Regions from separate parts of the Rattus norvegicus genome. Here region 1 is linked to region 2. The links are chromatin contacts, called in public Hi-C maps. All regions are on one chromosome and are shown on one strand. The core of a region is the stretch at or near the end of the contact, and the rest is flanking DNA. Distances in the headings are between cores, read along the strand shown.

What was found. Hi-C and Micro-C count contacts between places; a contact is called where the count stands out from the background.
Region 1: a Hi-C map of the A7r5 cell line shows a contact between it and region 2, with 4 times the contacts expected there. The contact joins two enhancer-like sites. A contact is called at or near these places in 4 of 12 Hi-C or Micro-C datasets (the A7r5 cell line, kidney and psoas muscle).

Annotation. Positions count from the first base shown.
Region 1 is chr14:90,736,242-90,738,967 of GRCr8, forward strand. The region is part of intron 4 of Grb10 (growth factor receptor bound protein 10); the gene reads right to left. Among named protein-coding and RNA genes, the nearest start is that of Ddc, 55 kb to the left of the region's middle. Within about 2 kb of position 1,265, at least 7 of the 93 cell types and tissues checked have an H3K27ac peak or open chromatin away from gene starts, as enhancers often do. A contact at or near this core is called in the A7r5 cell line, where this site is marked.
Region 2 is chr14:90,600,649-90,603,348 of GRCr8, forward strand. It overlaps Ddc (dopa decarboxylase), which reads right to left. Exons shown (of 15, transcript NM_012545.4): 13 at 120-221. Among named protein-coding and RNA genes, the nearest start is that of Fignl1, 11 kb to the left of the region's middle. Within about 2 kb of position 1,448, at least 11 of the 93 cell types and tissues checked have an H3K27ac peak or open chromatin away from gene starts, as enhancers often do. A contact at or near this core is called in the A7r5 cell line, where this site is marked.

The DNA.
Region 1 (2,726 bases), core at 15-2,514, 140 kb after region 2:
CTTTCTCTTCTGGGACTTTTCTGAGGTCTGAAAAGCCCCGAAGAGCTCTGGCTGTTCAGTAGAACATATCTAGCCTAGTTCAGGGGAGGGCACCACTGAAGACATGCTCAGACCCCGCGGTCACCAGGCCTGCCATGCCAGTACTGTCCTGTGCACCACCGGAGATGCTCAAGGCTTCCTGACCCCATCTTCCTCCCTTTCTCTGTTCTTCAAGCTCTTCCTCCATCCTCATTATACCTCTCCTCCACTCATTAAACAACTTTATTCCTTATATTGAGGAATATACTTAGAAACCAAAAGCAAAGAGAAAGTGTCAACTGTCTTATTGTTACAGTTTGAACTGAGTGTCTCCAAAGGTCCATGTGTCCAGGACTTGGTCCTTAGACTGGTGAAATTTAGAGAATGGAAGCTTTGGGTGGTCAGTCACTGTGGGCAATCTCTTCAAGGAGACATTGTGGAATTGAGTTCTTCCTCTCAGTGCCTCGATTAACAGCAGCACCCCCACACCAAGGAGGGCCGTGTGATCTTGGACCAGACCCTCCATAACTGAATCAAAATAACCTTTCTTTTTATCTTTAGAGGTTTGTGCCTCAAGTCTACTTTGCTGTAGTGGTGGCAGGCTAACACAATTATTGATAAAACACTGTTTTGTCGTGACTCAATGATCAGAACTCATATTTATATTCCAGAGTTACATGAAAAAGGAAATACTGTCACTTCCCCTTTCAAGTATTTATGATATTGGTGCCACTGATCTGGTTCCTTTCCAGGGCTCAGTGGAGAAAGTGGGGATGGTGTGAACAGAAACACTCCCAGGGATAAAAGCCGAGGAATGCACTGCTCATGTAAACGAATCCAAGATGCCAGGACTCTAAAACCGTTAGGAACCTACCGCTTTGACTGAGCACAGCATGTCTGTGTATGAAATTACAAGAAGGAAACTACTTTGAGGTAAGGTGAAAGATAAACAAGTAGTCATTTGCATGTAGTTGTCTAGAGAACCTGAAGACATGTAATTATTAACCTCTCCAGATGAGGTCAACATCTGTATTCTCTTTCCTAGACGTGTGGAGACTTGGCACTCGTGGCCACGAGAGAGAGAGTTTACTCCATTCCCTCTGCTGAACACACTCAAAATACCCTGCTGGCTTCCCTCCAGGGATTCTCCTCATTCTTATGTTTGTTCTGACTCCACTCAGGCTGGTTAAGAGGGTGAGGTGAATGTCTGGGAGACAAGTACCCAGACATAGATGAGGGGGGAGGGATAAGAGAGGAGGGAGGTGCCATGCTGGGAAAAAAGATACCTCACAGCACAGGCGCACATGTGAACAAGGGCGAGTCTCAGCCAGCAAGGCAGTTTTATACTTAGCCTAATGCCTGCCTCTAGAGTGGAGAGGCTAATTAAGGCTCGGTAGTGGTGCTGAACACTTCCCAGCTGTATGGGATACCCTCAGCTAAGACAAAAAGCTTTCACCTCTGTTCTAAACCAGGAGGAGCCACCAGAGGTGTGGAGTGTGGGAAAAAACACATTCTTAGTTGCTCATAGGGCCTACCTTAAATGTGTGTAATTTTAAGTTTCTTTAGTCTGGGGACTATTTGCATATGCACAATGAGGTTACCTGGGGAGGAGACTGAGTCTAAATGTAAAGTTTAGTTTCAAGAGAGGACTAATCTTTAGCTTGAAGGTTCTTTTATATAATAAAACAATAACTTTAATATGTTAATAGTTTAATGAAGTAGCAAAAGTGGAGTGTTCCATTTGTGGCCTCATGTTGGAGTCTGAGGCATTTCAGATGCCACTTTTGGATGAGAGATGCTTAGCCTGCGTCTATAAAGAGCAGATATTCACATGCTGTGGGTGTAACAAGCTGCCTCCCCACCCCCACACCCCAAGGTGAATTGTGGGTTCTAATGCTAACACAGGGAAGAGTGCTCTTTGAGGGCAAGCAAGATGGCAAGCCCAGCCACTGCAAAAGGGATGCGAGCCTGTTTTCTGATGCTGAAAATAGAACACTGACCAAAAGCAACTTGGTGGGGAAAGGGCTACTTGACTTATAACTAACTCCAGGTCCCAGCCTATCACTGTGGGAAGTCAGGCAAGAGTTCAGTACAGGAACAATGGAGGAACATTCACTCAGCCAGCTTTCCTTATAGTTCAGACCCATTTGCCTCTGGATGGGGCTGCCCAGGCATGGGCCAGGCCCTTCGACATCAATCACCAGTTAGGACAATCTCTCACAGACATGGCCACAGGCCAATCTGATCTGGGCAATCTCTGAACTGAGCCTCCCTTCAGATGACTCTGGGCTGTGTCAAGTTGACAGCTGAAACTAACTAGGACAGAAGCTAATCAGGTAAAACGTTCACTAGCTGGCGACGTTCCCATTTTCTAATGAAATTTAAAGCCGAACCATCAAGTAAGAATTCGCAAATCAATTTTCCCAGGACAATGATTTCTGGTTTCTAGCAGACGCAGAGGCTTTTTCTTCTTCTTCTTCTTCTTCTTCTTCTTCTTCTTCTTCTTCTTCTTCTTCTTCTTCTTCTTCTTCTTCTTCTTCTTCTTCTTCTTCTTCTTCTTCTTCTTCTTCTTCTCCTTCTCCTTCTCCTTCTCCTTCTCCTTCTCCTTCTCCTTCTCCTTCTCCTTCTCCTTCTCCTTCTCCTTCTCCTTCTCCTTCTCCTTCTCCTTCCCCCCCCCCTCTCTCTTAAAATTACCAATGTTCAAAAAA
Region 2 (2,700 bases), core at 198-2,697:
ACCACAGGTCATGTTCTGTAGCCCTTGGCAACTGGTACACAACATTGCTTGTGGATGTCATGAATAACACTTTATCTCGTTCAACAAAAACAAAGATGGCTGACATTGACATAACATACCTTTAGCCGGAAGCAGACCAACCCGAGGATGACTTCCGTGCAAATTTCAAAGCGAGGGTCCTGGCGTACCAGGGACTCAAACTCATGAGACAGCTTCACGTGCTGGAAAAAGGGAAGAGAGAGTTGCTGTCTTTCTCATCGTGACTTAAGCCTAACCCTGGCCACCCAGTACCTTGTAGGACTGTACACCCATTAGTTATTCACAAGTGCTGAGCCCTACATCCTCACCAGCACCTCCCACACAGGTTGAGAAGAAACTCATCTGCCCTATACCACAAGGATTCGAGTTTCCTCCGAAAACAAAAACAAAAAAAACCTCCTCATTTTCTTCCATCGTGGATCTATGTTTTAACCCCCCTCTCCTTGATAATTTTATAATAGACATTATAAAGAAGCAGTTGAACGATTCTAAAAGAAAGGAAAGCTACCTTGACCTCCTCGTGATAGTTTAAAAACATTGTAACAGAGCCTTACTAATTTGTAGATAGGAAAGAACCCAATGAGAGCAAGTGTCATAGAGAGGCCCTTAATCATACCTGGGCTCAGCTGAGAGTCACATCAGTTGTATCTGATGTGGACACTGGGGTATCGCTTCTGCAGGAAGTGGAGCAGTGGTTCCAGCCTGATTCCAATTTATAGGAAGGAATCGCCCTTACCCGCCACATTCGAGAACTGTGCACCCCTCCCTCTGGTTGTGATGGTGCGTGCCTGCGATCACAGCACCTGGAAGACCCTGTGAGTCTGAGGCCAAACCTGGTCCACATGCTAAATATAAGCCCCATAGGCCAACATACTAAGACCCCTATCTCCAAAATAATTAAATAATTTAAAAAAAAAAAAAAGCTACGTGATCACACCGAATGCACCAACTTATTTAATCTCTAGATGTTTAAAGAATTTAAAAACTGATTAAAACCACCTATGGACATTCGATCACTGTCCAAGGGCACACTTAGCTAATTGGAACCTCCTGGCACCCGCCTTAGCTTCCACAAGGCCCTCTTTGAGGAGCTGAAGCACACACACAAAGCTCGCTCCGTCCTGCATAAATGCCACAGAAGCAGCAATTTTCCCAACTCATCCCACCAGGGGGCACCAAAGATTCAGGACTAAAACGATCTTCGCCGAGCTCAAGCCTAGGAACACCATCTTTGCCCTTTCCTATAGTGTCCTGTGAAGGCTGGATTGGGGTCTTTCCAGAGAGAGGTGTGGTGTGTCTTTAACCTGGTACAGGCTAATCACAGTGAGCTGTCCCGAACTGAGAGTCATCGCCACCTTTGACTGATAAAACCACTCAGGGTTTCTTTCCTACTACACACAAGTTGACTCACCCTCCTTATCCCTTTTGCAATTGGATCAGGGACTCTCTAGAAATCGACACACACACTCTAGGTTTCTAGTAGCTTCTCACAGTGCGTGATGTTTGGGTACATTTCCTCACGACGGTTTTGTGATCTGGACCGATGCCAGTTCACGGCATGTGACAGGTACTCTGCGAACAAATGCTTTTCCGCGTCCTGTCATAGAAGGGGGGCCTGGGACATTCGGCCCCTGCCTTTGGCTGCACATCTGGTAATGCAGTGGGACTTGAGGGGAAAGCTGTCACCACCACAGGCTGGAAACCACAGGCATGCTTGCCTCATCAAGATGATGTTGTGGCTTAGAAAGGACTCAGCTGAAGTCATTGGGCCTCTGCGTCTCACTAAATGGGTAGACAAGGCCTGGCTCCTAGTCAGGCCTTAGCTTCCCCAGCTGTTGAAAAACTTAAAAAGTAGGGTAGTAGGGCTTAGAACCAATCGGTGGTTCCTCAACGTAGTTTAATGCATATCATAGTGACCTGAATGGCTTCTTGGAACAGAAGTTCTATACTGCCCAGGAAGGCTCCTTGAGACAAAAGAACTAGATGTTATCTATCCCAGTCAACTCAAAGGCTTTCTTAGTTTGGGAGCTTTGGGTTTCTGTTGTGTTTGCTGTTTTGTTTGTTGGCTTGTTTTGTTTCATTTTGTTCGGTGGTTAGCGGGGGAGAAAACATTAAGCTCTCACTATCAGTATGGCTCAGTCAAAACCGCTATTGAATGCATATGTGGAAAGCATTAGATTTACACAATGCCTTTAGTTAACTTCCTGGAGCCGATAGTCTATATTCTAATGAAAGTGTCTTAGAAGATACACAGGACCAGTTTGTGAGTGCCCTAATCATAAAGACCCAAACTACAGCCTGATTCCAACACTAGGATTGAAACGCGGTTTCAGACAACAGCAGACCATGGCTGCCCTCGCTCTCTTTCCAGCCTGAACTTTACAGCCCAGGGGCTGGGCTTCCCCTCCCCCAGAAGCTCTTTCCTATGTAATCCAGACATTTTGGCCTCTTGCTCCCCCCTCCCCCCCTCTGCATTCTCTCTCTCCCCTGCATGCATGCGCATGCTCTTTCTCTCCTTCTCTTCCCCCTCCCCTCTGTCTCCCCGCCTCATGGCGACTTCCCTGGCCTCGTTCCTTGGGACCAGTGAACCCGCCCCAGAGCTGCTTCCCAAGAAACCTGACTTTATTCAAACCTGGTTTGAATTGACTGGTTTCCCTGGCG